Regions from separate parts of the Mus musculus genome. Here region 2 is linked to region 1. Evidence: chromatin contacts called from public promoter capture Hi-C data. All regions are on one chromosome and are shown on one strand. Each heading gives the region's core, a stretch centred on a gene start, on an enhancer-like site or on the middle of the called end of the contact. The rest is flanking DNA. Distances are from core to core; before and after follow the strand shown. Region 1 holds the start of Ssbp2 (single-stranded DNA binding protein 2). Region 2 holds the start of Jmy (junction-mediating and regulatory protein).

Region 1 (3,072 bases), core at 22-2,521:
CACCTCTCTTCCCCTGTCACCTCCCATTTGAAGCTCATCTCTTCTCTCAACCGGATTTCTACTCTGTCTGATTTTACAGCCAAGGATCTTTAACAAAATAAAGGATGGAGTCTATCAGAAACCAGGTTGCGTGTGTCTTGAGAAACTTTTGCGCATTCACTGAAATGAGATTAGGGACTTGGATCCAAAAATATTCTCCGGGAGTTTTCAGCTTGGGCACAGCTTTGCACATCTTGGGCTCTGCGGCCTATTCTGCTGGGCAAATACAGGGATGTCTTTCAGGGCCTTCTCTGAATCTTTCCAGTCCAAGGGTCAAATTGAAATGACATTGCCCATCCAAACTATAAAAGCAGGCCGAGTAGAGAATGCCTGGGCCCCTGGTCTGCTGCAGGTCTGTGCAGAGTACTGGGGAGGTAGGGACCCAGGCCTTGGGCCACTGCGGTCCCACGAGTCGGTCTCTTGACCTCTTTGGGAAGGGGAGGGGGTGTAGTCCCCTCTTAGACAGGAGGCAGACGCCAGGGAGGGTGGTCCTTTGGGATTCAGGGCTTGACTTCAGAGCCGGCGACAGCACCTCAGCGGGCGCCCCAATGGGAGGCACGGTGCCTCCCAGGGAGAGACAGAGGTTCGCTCAGTCCTTGAGCCAGAAGGTCGAGGGTTCAGAGCGGGCGTCCCCGGCCTGCTGGCCCTCCGGGAACGGGATTGGGGCGACACCCCAGACAGGAGGGATGAGATCAACCGCGGGTACGGACCCGGGGTGCCTGGCCGGAGAGGAGCGGGAGAGGAGGTTGGCGGGACCCCGGCGCCGGGTCCGCGGGTCCGCCTGTGGACTCGCCGGGCGCCCCGAAGTCTGGGGCCGCCGCGACTCCCGTTCCGCAGTCGCTGCCAGGCACTCCAGGCCGCACTTTCCCCTCCTCCCCGCGCCTTCTCTCCAGTGAGGAGCCGGGCGCGGGCGGCGCGGGGGGCGGGGCGGCGGCGGAGGGAACAGCCAGTTGTTTAAAATCCTTCTAGAGCAGTTTCTAATTCCCCCCTAGCGCCCGGGTTCGGAGGGGGAGGGGGGAAGGAGAGCGGGAGGGGGAGCGCGGCGGAGAGGGAAGGAGGGAGGGAGGGAGGGAGCGGGAGAGGGAGGGAGGGAGGGAGGAGACTGCCGCTTAGGCCGAGCCGCCGCCGCGCGCTCCGGCAGGCCGGAGGGAGGGGAGGCCTGTCAGTCTCGCGCGTTGCCAGGGCGAGGAGGGCGGAGCTCTGGCGTGGGGCGGCCAATGGTGGGGGTGGCTGCGTGGGTCGCCATGGGGACGGGGCTGTTCCCGGGGAGGCTGTGATGGGTTGACAGGTGCGTGACAGTGGGAGCTGCTCTCGGCACAAGCATGTACGGCAAAGGCAAGAGTAACAGCAGCGCCGTCCCGTCCGACAGCCAGGCCCGGGAGAAGTGAGTGTCTCCGCGCCGCAGCCACCTCCGCCTTCGCACGCGCGCACACTCGCGCACGCACTCGCACTCTCCGGGAACCGCAGCCACACGGCCGCCCCGCCGCGGGGGAGCCGGGGGTGGGCTGCAGGGGGAGGCGCGGGGCGGGGGCGCGCGGCTCCGGGGAGCGGCCGCCTGCCTCCACGGGGGAGCCCCCCGGGTGGGTGGCCGCGGGCAGCGGGCGGCGGGAGGGACGCGCGTGGCGGGGGGACGGCGGCGGCGGGGATGGAAACTTGTTTGGGTGGTTGAGGGGAACCACCCGCGGCTTCACCTCCTCGCAAAGTAACTTTGGAGCTGTGGTCCAGGACGGCCGGGCCGCGGCGCGCGGCGGGCCTGGGGGGCGCGGGCTGCGGGGCGGCCGGGGTCCGGCGGGGCCGCGGCGGGGGCCCGCGAGCGTGGAGAGGGGAGAGGACGGCGGGCCGGGCGGGCGGAAGCGGGGCCCCGCGGGGCGCGGAGGGCAAGTGCGGGCGTGGGCCGGGCGGGCGGGCGGGCGCAGAGACGCGGGTCCGCGGGTTCTCCCGGCGCAGGCCGAGCTGGCTGGCGGGCGGGTCCGGGGCGGCGGGGGAAGTTTGGGAGTGGGAGCGCCGAGTTCCCGGAGGGAGAGTGTGTGCTGGCCCGCGCGGGGTCGGTCGCGAGAGCTTGGCGCTCCTGCCTCCCGCCGCACACCGGCTCGGCGGCGGCCCCAGAACTTTTTGAGACTTGCGGTGTCCCCGGGGGTTGGTGGCCGCGGGCGCGGAGGGCAGGTCCCGTGGGCCGTGGCGGCGCCGCGAGGAGGGCTGCCCGCGGTGTGGACCCGACGCGGGTCGGCGTGGGGGCTGCGGCAGAGATGCTGGGCACAAGCCGCTCCGCTGGGTCGTGGGGGATACAGGTGGTAACTTCGGTGGGAACCCGGAGGACGTTGGGGAGCCGAGGTGCCACGGTCGCGGCACGCTGCGGAGCAGGCTAGTTGGCTGCTATTCTTGTGTACTTGTAACGGCGATTTGGTTGTTACTAAAATGAGAGCGAATAGTGACTCTGACACCGAGGAAGAACCCTCCCCCCCCCCCTTTTTCCTATGTGCAGATGTTCAGACTGATTCCCTGTACTGGGTCTGCTGGGGGCGGGGGGGGGGCGTCAAGCTTATCCTTGTCATTGAACATACTGTCTTGCTGAGGGGACTCAGGCTGGGGGAGAGCAAGTCCTTCTCAGAGGTACTCTGGGTCTCTTGCATACAAAAACAGCTTGGTAAATAAAAAAATCCAAATGTGTAGGCTACGGAGTTTACCCCCCTTGCTTAGGCAGTTAGTCATACCCTTGAAAGTTTGTTGTGCCCCAGGGAGGGGAACATGTTCTAATCTTTGTGTTGGCAGCAATACACACACAATTCCCATAGGGTTTAGAGGTGGCAGGCCCTGATGTAGGAAAACAAAACACAACAACAACAACAACAACAACAACATTAATGGAGAGATGTTTTTGATTCCTTCACCCCTGGTATTTTAAAGATCTTGCTGTGACAAGGAATATAAAAAACATACAGTGTTTATTGCCTGGTTAAGAAACTGTAGTTACTGGACTTGGAGTTCTAAAATATTACTGTGTGCTTATTAATCATTTGGCTGTAATATATCTGA
Region 2 (3,248 bases), core at 620-3,119, 2.0 Mb after region 1:
GGTAAGACAACAATTTTCAGTACATAAACATGACACCCTGAAAGAAGAGCTAATGTCTGGGCAAGCTACTTTAGGGGGAGAGTAACATTCATTTAGTTTAAGATTACAGAATACCTGTTTTTCTAAATGCTTTTATCTCTACCTGTATTTTTAGTAAACTGGGTACTTTTTGGAGGGGTAAAAAAACTCAAAACTTCCCAAAGATCCATCGCTGAGATAAGTAAAGAAAGCCGATCAGGAGCCCTCCTGTTCTTCCTTTTCCCGCGGCTAGAAAAGAAGACACTTCGCAGACCCCAAACCCAGGCTCCAACACTTGGCAGTGAGACGTGAAAACTAGGACCGCTGCTCGGACTCCGCACTCACCTCCTGGATGCGCCTCCTGGCCCGCTGAAGCACCTCTTCATAGCCCTTCTGCCGCAGCTCGCTGAGGCTTTCGTAATACTCCTCCGGATCATCCGTCTCGGTGAAAAGAACCTGAGAAAGGATCTTCCAGCCACACGTGTCCAGGCCGTGGCCCAGGTATACCTGGAGTTGGTAACATAGAGCGTCGATCTCCTGCTCGGTCATCTCGGGGGCGCCCCCAAACAGCACCGTCCACATGCCTGACGGCTCTTCGGGGAACACCGGCAGACACGGCTCCAGCTGGGAGTTTACCGAGCACAGCTGCTGATGCACGGCTCGCAGATCCTGGAAGGAGAAAAGCCCGGCCCAGCTGCATTCTTCGGCCGGAGACTCCAGCTCCGCGGCAGACGGCGGCTGCTCCGAGTCCGGGAGCGGCTGTGGCGCCTCGTCCTCCCTCACCATTTCCAGGACCTCGATCTCCTCGGAGACCGCCCCGGAGGCACTCACCACCCGCACCGACGACACCGGGGGCACCGGGGGCGCCGGCGGGGCTGGCGTGGCACTGGCGGTCGCATCTCGGGATTCGGCGCTTCTGCGGAGCGGGCTGGCCTTAGCCCGCGCGGGGCTACGGAGAGGACTCTCCGGTCCTCTGCCCGCGGGACCCCGAGGAGGATCCCCCTTCAGGCTGCGCGCGCTGCGCGGAGAGCCGCCCTCGGCCCAGGCCTGGCTTTTCCGTGGCCCGGGACTCCGGAGCGCTGCTGTAGCAGAGGCAGCGGCCTCTGACCGACCCCTGGCCGCGGGGCTGCCCGGACCGCGACTCCCATCAGACGCGGGCGTCCCCGCCTGTTCCCGGGAACCGCTCCTCTGTCTCTGGGCCGTCCGGTTGTGACAGGTTATAGCAAACTTGCCTTCGATCTCGTTCCAGGCCACAATGAACACAAACTTGTGCTTCTCGCGCTCGTCGAATACGTGGGGCCGCACCGCCACCCAGTCGGACTCGAGTGTCTCCTCCAGCGCGAACGACATGGTAGCTCCGGTGCCCGGCGAGGGGGGTCGCCCGCCCGGCCGAGTCTCCGCGGTGGCCGCGCCCCCAGCTCACCCTTGCGGGGCGCCTGCAGCCATCTTAGCGCGCCGGCCGCTCACCCACCGGCTCCTTTGTGGTGCGGCTCTCAGAAGAGACAATACGCGGCCCGGAGCAGGTAGTTCACATGGTCACGTGCGGCCGGATCTGTTTACAAGCCGCTCGCTGCCGCAGCGCAGGGCCCTGGGCCGCCGGACCGGCCTGCGCGGAGCCGCGGGGCTGCGTGCTGAGGCGCGCGTCCGCCGCTCGCCCGCCGGGGCCTACCTCCCCGCCGCCCCTCTGCCCCCGGCCAACAGCGCCCAGCCAGCCAGAACCAGAACCAGAAAGCAGACTCCTAAAGCGCTAGTCTCAGCGTCGCCACAATGTTGCCATTCGGCTGTGACGTCTGCGGCTCCACGAGGGACGTAAACACGGGCACGTGCGGCACGCTGCTGACGCGGCGGCGGCAGCAGCGGCAACGGGAGCGGCGGCGCGCGTCCCGCCCGCCCGGCGGCGCCCCGCCCCCCTCCGCGTCCCTCCAGCCGCGCCTGCGCGCCGCCGCGTTCCTGGCCCCAGCCCTGCCCCCTTTTTCCCGGCCCGGAGTCTGTGGCTGCGGGATGACGCTTTTCTGCAAGATGAGAGACTGGTGTGCCCGGCCGCACAGGTTGCTTTGAACCCCCGGCAAGAGGAGCAAAGGCAGAGGGACTCTGAGACTTTGTTCAAGGACCTTGATGTAGCCCTCCTTCACCCTAAGTGAATCTGGATCGCCAACTGTGTTCAGACGCGTCCTAAACAGTCCGGGAACTCTGCCTTGCTTTACAAGGCTAAGCCAAAGGGTTCCATTCTCCCCTGACATCCTTCAGACACAATTTAAGTTAGACATGTATGCAAAACAACTCAGGAGAATACGAAAACAGTAGGAAAATTCAGTCACGTCCTAAAGAGCGTGAACATTTGTCTCAATTTATCCTTCTTTTATTGCTTCGGCTTTCCTCGTTGTGTACTGTTCTGAGAATCTCTTTGGGCAGTCACTGCACTAAAGTTTTGACATTGTATTCAGTTATCAGAGTTCCCAGAAAGCACAAACAAAAAGTTTTTATCAGCCTGGCAAGGCAGTGCATAACTATAATCCCAACACTTGGTGAGTAGAGGCAACCAGATATGGTAATTCAAGGCCAGCAGGGGCTACAAAAGACCTTGTTTCAAAAACCAGCCAGAAAAATCCAATTATTCATACTAAATTGTGTTGAAACATTCCTAATATTGTCTAGTAGGTTTATAATCCACTTTATATTATTGGCGTCATCTTTCCTGTCAGTGTCTAAGGCATCAAGCAGGCACTAATGTATAATAGGAATTAGTTCTTTTACTTTAAGCCACATTTCTAAAACGTGTGAAAATCATCTGAGTCACCCTCACGTTGTCAGCTACACACAGTTTTGTATTGGCCTGACATCTAAATTGATAGTCAAAAGTTTTAGACCTATCTCTTGGCTGAACTTTTTTTTTTGTTTTGGTTTTGGTTTTTTGGAGACAGGGTTTCTCTGTGTAGCCCTGGCTGTCCTGGAACTCACTTTGTAGACCAGGCTGGCCTCGGACTAAGATATCTGCCTGTCTCTGCCTCCCAAGTGCTGGGATTAAAGGCGTGTGCCACCACCGCCTTGCTGAACATTTTAAACTTTAAACATCTGCTTTGAAACCCATGCCTACTCTTGGACCAAACACACACACACACACACACACAGCAAGATTCAGAAAAAGATAAAAATGACTTCAACCTTTTGGAATTCTTATAATGAGCTGCATATTTTCAAAGCTTGTACATATGTGTCAGCTCTTCCGTGCA

Evidence for each region. Promoter capture Hi-C pulls out the DNA fragments that hold promoters and counts their contacts.
Region 2: a promoter capture Hi-C map of pre-B cells shows a contact between it and region 1, with 2.7 times the contacts expected there. The contact joins the promoter of Jmy here to the promoter of Ssbp2 in region 1.

Annotation. Positions count from the first base shown.
Region 1 is chr13:91,459,826-91,462,897 of GRCm38.p6, forward strand. It overlaps Ssbp2 (single-stranded DNA binding protein 2), which reads left to right and starts at 1,272. Exons shown (of 17, transcript NM_024272.4): 1 at 1,272-1,423. The coding sequence starts at 1,362.
Region 2 is chr13:93,497,939-93,501,186 of GRCm38.p6, forward strand. It overlaps Jmy (junction-mediating and regulatory protein), which reads right to left and starts at 1,870. Exons shown (of 11, transcript NM_021310.3): 1 at 364-1,870. The coding sequence starts at 1,368.